2 separate regions of the Sus scrofa genome follow, and region 2 is linked to region 1. The links are chromatin contacts, called in public HiChIP or PLAC-seq maps. All regions are on one chromosome and are shown on one strand. The core of a region is the stretch at or near the end of the contact, and the rest is flanking DNA. Distances in the headings are between cores, read along the strand shown.

Region 1 (4,831 bases), core at 287-2,786:
GCTCAGATTCTGCGTGGTTGTGGTGTAGGCCGACAGCTGCAGCCCCGATTGGACCCATAGCCTGGGAACCTCCATATGCTGAGGGTGTGGACCTAAAAAAAAAAAAAAAAAGTGTACTACAAAACAGCCATCCCTCCACCCACAAAATAATGACCAACACTGAAAAAGTGTAAAGGAGGTAGTTCTCTTCTGGCTCAGAGGATTAAGGACCTGGTGTCACTACAGAGGCTGGGGCAGCTGTGGTGGCTGGAGTTCTATCCCCGGCTCATTAATTTCCACATGGCCCAGGTGCGGACAAAATAAATTAAGAAAAAGGGTAAAGGACAGCAATAAAAATTTGACATCGAGCCTAATCAAATACAATTTTAGTGCTTAAGAGCATTAAATCTCATATAAAAAAAACAGGACAAAACTTACTAACTAGTCCAGACGCAGCCGCTCCTTCTCTACCACAAGCCAACTTAAGTCAGAACAGAGGTCAAAAACAGTACAACGGTCAAAACTGGCCCTGTCCTTCTCAAGCCACAAGAGCTTGACAGGCCAACGGGAGACTTCATGGGTCCCGAAGAGAACCAGGGTTTTAAGTACCGATTTTGCACCTGGATTCCTCACAATCGCCCCTGACCCCGAGCCACGGAAACCGGCCCGGTCAAGGTTAGGGACAGGACCATGGTCTGGACACAGAGGCCTGTCCTCAAGGCCCCAGTCCCGGGGAGCTCTGCTGGAAGACCAGGCTCCTGCGGCCAAGGCTGGGAAGACGGGTTTCTTCTCACAAACGAAGAGAAAGCCGAACCCGACACTTCCCAACACTTCCTCGCCGGAAGTAAGCAAGTCCAAGCTGTCCCTGACCAACGGTGTAGAGCCATAAACCCCACCCCCGAGAGTACTTCCGAGTCCTCTCTAGGAATCCCGGAGGCCCTCTCCTCGCAGCGGGCGGGAAGTGCTCGCCCCAGGCTCCGCCCTAACCCCGCCCCCGAGGGGCTGTGGCCAATCAGCGGGGAGATAGGGCGCCGGCCCAGGATGCCCGTCCAACCTCCAGAAACACAGCCGTTCCCCGCCCACCGATCCGCAGGTCCAGCGTTGCTAGGGCCGGAGAGAAAACCGACCCGCCTTCGTCCTCACTCAACCCCAAACCATTTAAACGGCCCGAGCCCGCCCCTTTATTGGATTGGGGGCAGAGGACGGGGCCTTAGATGTCCCGAGGGCTTGCTAAGGCAACAGTTGCCACTGTCTGGTTGGCCGTGGGACTTGCGCTCCTTCAGCCCCACGCTCTGAGCCCCAGTTCCAAGTAGGTCTGTAGCTCTCGGCGAGCCCGCACCCTTACTTCTCTTTAATGGACCGTTTGGTTTCTTCATCTGAAACCTCGCCACTCCCCGCACCCTGCCTCCAGACACACCCACCTCTTTACCACAGCCGTCAGCTCAGGTGCTGAAACCTCCGACGTCAGACCCGCGAGCCCCTGGAGCCAGCGGCCCCAGGGACTACACTCCCAGAAAGCGCCGCGCGGGCCACGTCCTTCAGCCAATAGGGCCACGGCTCTCTTCGCAGCCTCGGTCTCGCGAGCCTATCAAAATGTGAGATTGGGAGGCGTTTCTTCCGCGCCTGCATTGGAAGGCTGAGTGCGTCGGCATAGGGTCTACTACGGGCTGCGGAGGGTGGGGGCGGAAGTACCGCATCCTTTCAAAGAAGAGCCGTCTATTCAGGGCTTCTCTGGGATCCAAGGGGGTCCCATCTTTAATAAGCCCTCGTTTTGTTATCCGTTTACAAAGCTGTTCGACAGGCAGAACGAGAGTCACCGTATTACGAGTCTCGAAGATGAATGAGGCCAACCGACACTGAATCAGAAGGCATACATCCTTGGATACTCCAGGACAGTTTTGTTTGTTTTAATGTCTATTGTGAATTTTCACTCAAATCAGGAATGGGGTTTTGAGAACGCCTTGCTAGCGCCATGGTCCAGCTTATGGGAATGAAGAACTGCAGAAAGTCACCTATCTCCGCTGGAGACGCTTAAATTGACACTGCGGTATGTTTGGTCAATGTAGTATTTGTATGCTTTCACTTTTGACATTTAAAATTGTTAAAAGTTCAGACAAAACAAACACCAGAAGTAAAAGCAATACATCAATGAAGTAATAATTAGTAAAAGTTTATTGTGCACACGTCAAAAAGCTTACAAACCGGTAGCATTCAAACATGGAAAGAAACTTTATGTTATAAAGCATCTTCTATCGTGTGGAGACGGTGACTGTTTATTCTTCACAGTGATTGGTTACAGTATTAAGAATTTTTTTTAGAGGGAATTGGTTAGTAGTTACTTCATATCGAGTTGGGGGAACAATGTAAGTCTTGCTGAGGATTTTCAGAGGCATAAGCAAGAAATACCCAGGTCAGTTAGCCTGGCTTGTCTTGCAAAATGAGCTAAATGAAACTTTGCTCTTATGACTAAACTGGTTTTGTCTGCTCAAGAAATTTTCAAGTCTGGTCTACCTTTGTTTTTTATTTTAACAGAACATTGCATAGTGTCACTTTTAAAAAGTGGATCTTTGATCCATTAATAAGTATCTTGGTGTACGAGAGGAAGTATAAATCTAACTTTCTCTTTTCCTGAATCATTAGTCGGTTGTCTCAACATTTACAAGAAATTCTATCTTTATTCCTCATTGATTTGTGATGCTGCCTTTATCACAAGTTAATTTTGCATGTGTTTTGAGATTTGTTTCTAAATTTTCTATACTGTTCCATTCGTCTGTTTGTCTACACGTGGGATAATATCATGTTGTGTTCATTTACTGAGGTTAATCATTGGTTTTAATATCTCTAAGAGTGAGTGCCCCCCAATTTTGTTTCCTTTTCAGAGTATCCTAGTTCCTTTGATATTCTCCAATTAAGATTCAGTTTTTCTGGTTCGGGAAGAATTCTGTATTAAAATCATTCGTGATTTATACTGACTTAGAGAGAACTGACATCTGTACAAAGGTGATTTTCCTATCCGGGAAAATGGTATGTCTTTCCCTTGTGGAAAAAGCCCTACTTTTGGATCCTTAAAGTTTTCTTCATATAGGAATTGATAAAAGAAGATGCGATGTGTGTAAATATGAATGAATGATAATGGAATATTACTCAGCTATAAAAAGAATGATATCTTGCCATTTGTGACAACATGGATGGATCTAGAGGGCATTATGCTAAGTGAAATGTCAGACAGAGGAAGACAAATACCATACAATTTCACTTATATGTGGAATCTAAAAGCAGGAAGGTTCCCTGGTGGCACAGTGGGTTAAGGACCCCGGCATTGCCATAATCATGGCACAGGTCGCAACTGCAATGCAGGTTCGATCCTGGCCCAGGAACTTCTACATGCTGCAGGCGCAGCCAACCCACATACCTCCCCCCAAAACAAATAAACATAACAAAACAGAAACAGACTCATACATACAGAGAACAAATAAGTGGTTGCCAGAGGGGAGGGGAGTGAGGGAATGAAAAGTTTAAAAAATTGTAACCCATGTGAGGCAATGAATCCTATTTAACTTGATTGTGATCTTATCACAGTGTAGATTTATATGAAATGCATTGTACACCTTAAATATATACATATTTGTCAAGTATACCTCCAAGATGAAAAAAAATTTTAATAAAGTTTTCTTCCTATAGGTGTGTTACCTATCGTGTGTTTATTCCCAAGTATTCTGTTATATTGCAAATCGAGTTGGTCTGGGTTTTTTTTGTTTTTGTTTTTGTTTTGTCTTTTTGCTATTTCTTTGGGCTGCTCCCGCAGCATATGGAGGTTCCCAGGCTAGGGGTCCAATCGGAGCTGTAGCCACCGGCCTACGCCAGAGCCACAGCAACGCAGGATCCGAGCCGCGTCTGCAACCTACACCACAGCTCACGGCAACGCCGGATCGTTAACCCACTGAGCAAGGGCAGGGATCGAACCCGCAACCTCATGGTTCCTAGTCAGATTCGTTAACCACTGTGCCACGACGGGAACTCCCTTTCTTTTTTTTTTTTTTTTTGGTCTGGTTTTTAAAGAGTATTATCTGGTAGCTTGTGTTGTATAACAAATGATCCCCAATCTTTAGTGACCTAAAAAAGAAACCATTTATTTATCGAGGGGCTCTGTGGGCTGGCAGTTTGGCCTGGGCTCATGCGGATGGCTCTTTGCCTCTTCTGCCTCTGGTCCCTGCCAGTGAGGTAGGCAGTTGGTCATCAGCAGCTCCAGGGACTACATCTCCCAAGAAGCCTCGCGCCAATCATGCTCTCTAGCCAACGGGGACTTTGTGGCCATTTTTGCATTATACCACAATGAAACATACCATCTGAAAAGGAGAGAAAAGGGTGATGGTCAAGGCAGTGCTGGGAATGGACTTTTCACATAACCATCAGCCCACATGCACAGTAAAAGGGTCGGCAAAGTGCTGCTCTAGGCACTTTGTATTTTCTCCTTATCTTAAACCCGACCCTAAGAGAGCTGAATACTTGAACTGCATTCTTTTCTTCCTTAGCCGAATCAGGCTGTTTGAATTTTGATAGTTGTGAACTCTGTTTTCCAGTATGCAAGAGTTTACAGTAGGCAGTTTTTTTGTAATCCCATCTTTTCCCTGATTCCATCTTGTTTATCCCTGCCCTATTTTTGTTTTCTCACTTAATTTTTTTTTTAAGGATGAAGCAGCTAGCATTCTTCAATGCATTTCTGTGAACAAAGCACCATAAAAAGCATTGGGAACACAGAAATGTATCATTCAGTGATATCAGTGGGAGCAGATAAAAGCACTTAATATTCTGCAGATGAAGGCAAAAGTTACAGGAGAAAGGGAAATAAGAG
Region 2 (4,970 bases), core at 2,305-4,804, 300 kb before region 1:
ATGCTTTTCTTTCCCTCTATGCCTTGACATGTCAGGATTTAATTCTGCTTGAATCTATCTTCATAATCATACTTTAGTAAACAATAGTGCTTCTATTGTCATAACAGAAATGTGAGTACTTTTCAGCCACACCCAAGTTTCTGTCCTCAGGCAATTTGGTTGACTTGAGCTACAGAGAAGGGTGAGTGACCATATGTTCCCTGAATATAAGTTCATAAATGAACCAATGACTCGTGAATCCATTTCCAGACCATTCTTTCTCGAATGGTACCTGGGCTTACAACTTATGGTACTCACCTGCTAAGCACAGTGCCCCAAGCACACTCATTTTTTCAAGATGTTCAGTCACAAAATAGTTACTTTACTGCCTCTGTGCATTAACTATCCCCAAAAGCCATTAAGACTGGTTCTTTCTATGCCTCATGGACCCAGAATTCATCTTCCTGTGTCCTGTGTGGAATTCCACAACTGTGGGTTTTAATTCTTGCAGATCCTCTCAGTCTGGTGTTGCTCAGAGATGAGACTGGAGGAAAAGAGAGGCTGAGGGAAGAGGTTGCCAGCAACAGTTTTAACCATGAAGTTGCTAAGCCTCCAAGACCAATACTGTAGAGGCAAATTAGGAAGACGGGGCTGAAAAGTGTGCTATGTATAAATGGTTCAACATGTCCTGCAGGTGTTTTCAGCTAAAAGTAGGCCTTTCACACTTCAGGTACCTTCTTGCCAATAGCAAAAAAAAAAAAGTCATTGTGTGGTATAAAATGAATAGCCATAAAATGTTTCAGATTGGTGGATTAAGACCTGTCTCTTCTTTGATGCTGAGCTTTTAAGGTCTTTAGGTTCCAGATATTCTGTACAAATCCATCACATCTTATAATATGCGACAAAATAAACACAAAAATTGCATGAGGGAAATTGCATTGTTTGAAGATGCAGCATGGGCACCTTGGCCAAGCACAGCTGAGTGTTTGGATCTTTCCTCCAGAAGAGTTGGTGGAGGAGCGAACATCAGTTTCCAAAAAGGGAGTGACCTGGGCTATGCCCACCCTAGTTCCTTCCTCAGCCATCATAACCAGGGAAAATCAGTTTCTCCTTCTAAACTCTCAATGTGTTGCATGAACTCAAGACTGATGCCAAGACACAACTACAGATTATCATGTTAAGTGAAGTAAGTAAGAAAAATGCCATATGATATCACTTATATGTGCAGTCTAAAATATGGCACAAATGAACCTAGGTATACAATATAAACAGAGTCACAGACATAGAGAACAAATTTTTTGTTACCAGGGGTGGGGCCTGAGGGGAGGGAATGGGTTGGCAGGAAGTTGGGATTAACAGAAGCAAAGGATTCCATTTAGAATGAAGAGACGTTAAGTCCAAGGCCCTTCTGTATACCTCAGGGAACTATAGCCAATCTCCTGGGATAGACCATGATGGAAAACTATATGTATATAGTTTGCTATATTGAAGAAATTGGCACAACACTATAAATCAACTATACTTTCAATTTTTTTTAAAGTGATGCCAAAACATTGAATGAATGTGTCTGAATTAATTGGTCCCAAGGAAAGATCTGGTCCAGTGTCTAACCACACATGATTTCATATAAAGGCAGAGTGTGGTCTGGGTGAATTCTTGGATTGCTTTCCAGCTTCGCATGGTTTGGGAAAGCTGCTTTGAGTAAAAAGGAAGGGCCTTACAATAAAGCCAATCATTCTTATTGTGTTCACACTGTGCTGGTATCAGGAAAACACTGTCTGCAGCTACTGACTCTTGGCGGCAGTAGTATCTTCTAAGGCTACTGTGACGTTTGCCTGGTACTGACACTACCTAATAACAGCCCCAGGGCCAGATGGACCACACATCATGTGACTTAGATGGTGACCCACCCCAGGCTTCAAGCAGATGAGATGCCAACTCTGCTGACCTCTGGTGGGACCAGGTCAGACGATCATCTCTGGGAGGTCTGCTCTGAGGAATGAGGACTATTCTTCCCTGCATCCTGACCCTCCCAGGATGCCTCCCCCATTATCACTGGCTCCCAGGCACACTTAACTCCCATGAGAGATTAAAATAACCTGCTGGCAGGTGTATTTAAAACAATCTATATCACAGAAGTATACATTTTTATACTAGATTTCATTTTCCTGACATGATGCTAGAAGTGTGAGCTTATTTACCAACTTTTATGGTCAAAAATACTGGAAAGCAGACCTCTTTTATCCTTTAGAAAGAACATGTGGGAAATTGTCTTATATCATTAACAAATCTATGATGAAGAATGAATTAAAAGCTATCAATTTTAAAATGTCAGGAGACAGAAAACGTGTTGCACATACCTGAATCACTATCGTTACTTTCCAAGAATTAAAACATTTATAGAGTTCATGTCATCATGACTTCTTGCTGTTTTCTAATAACAGTGAAATTGAGATAGAAGTCAAATGTGACATGGAGATGGGCCTTTCCTACCCACTCCTTTAAAGTAATCCCTTTCCCAGCCTGTTCTGTGGTGTCAAGAATCCCACACTGTTAGATGACCGTGATTCCTTGTCTAGTACTGTACTTAAAGGGAAAAAATAATTATAATACAAGTTGGAGTTTGGGACTTGCATGGGTCGTGAGCAGATTTCATATCATAGGGAAAATAAGTTTCTGTGTTAATGATAATCCTTCCAGAGATAGGAGGGAAAAGTGAAAGAAATGAATAAAATATCCAGATTTCTGCCAAGTCTCCTCTGTTCTACAGATTTCTGATTTGGGAGGTAGAGAGTTGTGCATAGAAAGAGTGGGGGATGGCACTCTTAGAGATGAGTGCCAAAGAGGGGGCATGGCGTGGGGGGGGAAGCTGAGTCTAAGAGACGGGCAATGTCTCCAGCCCCTGGGTGACCAGGTGCCTTATGTGAATGACACCTGGGGTAGGAGAAAGGGGACCAGGAACCCCTGAGTGACACAGGGGCCAGCTGCTCTACACATCTCTGGCAGCAGACCCAGAACCCAGAAGGTGAAGACAATGGGACAAAAACCCAGTTGACTTCATGTCTCCAGGACCCCCAGAGCTTGGGAAGGGAAGGGTACCCCCACTGCACAGGGACCCATTGGTTAAAATCTTCCTCTGGTGGATTCTGGTCCATGGAAACGGGTGGTCCACCAGAAGATCTTCCCTGGGAGCAAATAATGTCACTAAACTCTGCCAACTACAGAAAATAGGCACTTGGGGGCAGGAGGTTGGTTACTCCTTCCACGGGACTGAGTCAATGTCAATAATATCAATAATACTCCCTTTGCTGTTTGTGGACCCACAGCTTAAGCACCCTTCCCTCCATTAAATCTGATCTTCAAATCAGTAAAGGGAAAGGGAGACCTGATTAACACCTAAGGCCAAGGTTACAGAGCAGACAAGTCTGGACGGCTACTCACAGATAGAGGAGCACCAGGCTGGTAGCCAGGAGAACCCAGGTCTCTGTGGAAAAGCCTGGGATCAGGTCCATGGCCACTGTCCTCGTGATTCTCTCCTCGGATTTTCCTTTTAGCTGGTTGTGCTGCGCTTTGCCTGCTGCTTTCACACCCAGTGATGACTCGCTGAGGCTGAAAGATTTATATGCTGGGAAGTGGGTGGAGCTGGGGTTGCAGCCAGTGAAAAAACACCAGTGCTCTTCCTGCAGGAGCCCTCCCCCCCTTGATAGTTGGCAAAGCACCATGGACAGTCAAGTTTGACCTCCTTTGAACTCATATTCTGTGCGAATTCAATAACAACTCAATAAGTGTTATCAGTAAGTCCAAAGGTTACAGAACTCAAATAAAACCACTAGCCATTAATCTCCTATAAAATGCCATGTCTCCCTTAAGCTGCCTGCACTCCAAAATACTTGAAATCCTCCAGACAACCTATATCTACAAATATTTACCCATGCAGTTTCCGCTGCCTAGAAATACCCCTCCTTCCCCAATAAGGCACCTTCTCATTCTTCAAATCTCAGCTCAGAAAGAATAGTCTATCTTAGAGTCATCCCTAACCAGCTTCCTTTACCAGGAATAACCACTTCCACTTCTAGGCAATTCCTATCCGCCTGAGCACAATTCTATTATCCTCCAGGACCCTGGTTTGTTTCCAAACCTGTTCCCTTACAGATCGAGGTTGTGGACACAGTCTGAGTATTAGTCACCCTTCCATCCTTGGTACCTAGCAGAGGTGGGCATCAGAAAGGTTGGTAGACTTGAATTGGTCGTCATGAGAAATCTGGGCCCCTGTGTTTCCTTTCCCTGTGACTCTTTGGTGACCACACCATATTCCTGGATAGTTAATGCAACAGAGGGCCTGGTGGGCCTTGGCCACCATCACTGGACATTCTAGATTATCCATCAGCATTCTATTGACAAGAGGGCTCCAGAAAGAGATGCAGGACTTGGAGGAGATGGTGATAGCTATACCAAAAACATTAATTTGGGCTGATTTCTATCCCACTGAGAGAGTCTTGCAGTAGACAGTGAGTCAGACAGAAGTGAAACAAGAAAGGACCTCTCTCTATAGGAAGACCACCACTTCTCAAACAATGGGTGTGAAGGGTGTGACGCAGGAAAGAAACCCAATGGCCAAGTGGACCCCAACCTCCTTATCCACCGAGATGTAGCTCATACAGCACAAAGGTCTCAAAAATGTTGGCATGATATTTTCATCCAGGGCAAAGGGCATCAGATTGGATGCCCCACTCTTTGACCAGTAGGGATTTTTCTTTAATGCAGCTGGTAGGAGGAGTCCTATAGACAGCTAGAAGTTGGGTGTCACCTGGGAGACACTGCCATACACCTGATGGGAGAGAAATTCATCCAGCTCATTAGTCTCCCTCTGAACCAAGTTTTGCATCTGTTTGGCAGAGAACCATGGACGATGTAAAAACCAAACCTCTGATGTTCTTAAACCTCAACGGAAATGGAAGACATTTAAGCGGCCCTTGTGCACTTCTCTCTCT

The links. HiChIP or PLAC-seq counts read pairs in DNA pulled down with a chosen protein or histone mark.
Region 2: an H3K27ac HiChIP or PLAC-seq map of alveolar macrophages shows a contact between it and region 1. The contact joins the promoter of CYP3A29 here to the promoter of ZKSCAN5 in region 1. A contact is called at or near these places in 1 of 5 promoter capture datasets (liver) and 1 of 2 datasets of contacts at active chromatin or transcription factors (alveolar macrophages).

What each region holds. Positions count from the first base shown.
Region 1 is chr3:6,439,020-6,443,850 of Sscrofa11.1, reverse strand. ZKSCAN5 (zinc finger protein with KRAB and SCAN domains 5) reads right to left here and starts at 1,536. Exons shown (of 5, transcript XM_013995381.2): 1 at 1,401-1,536. LOC106509641 (a long non-coding RNA gene) reads right to left here. Exons shown (of 2, transcript XR_001307332.2): 2 at 3,983-4,325.
Region 2 is chr3:6,737,086-6,742,055 of Sscrofa11.1, reverse strand. It overlaps CYP3A29 (cytochrome P450 3A29), which reads right to left and starts at 3,554. Exons shown (of 15, transcript NM_214423.1): 1 at 3,421-3,554. The coding sequence starts at 3,491.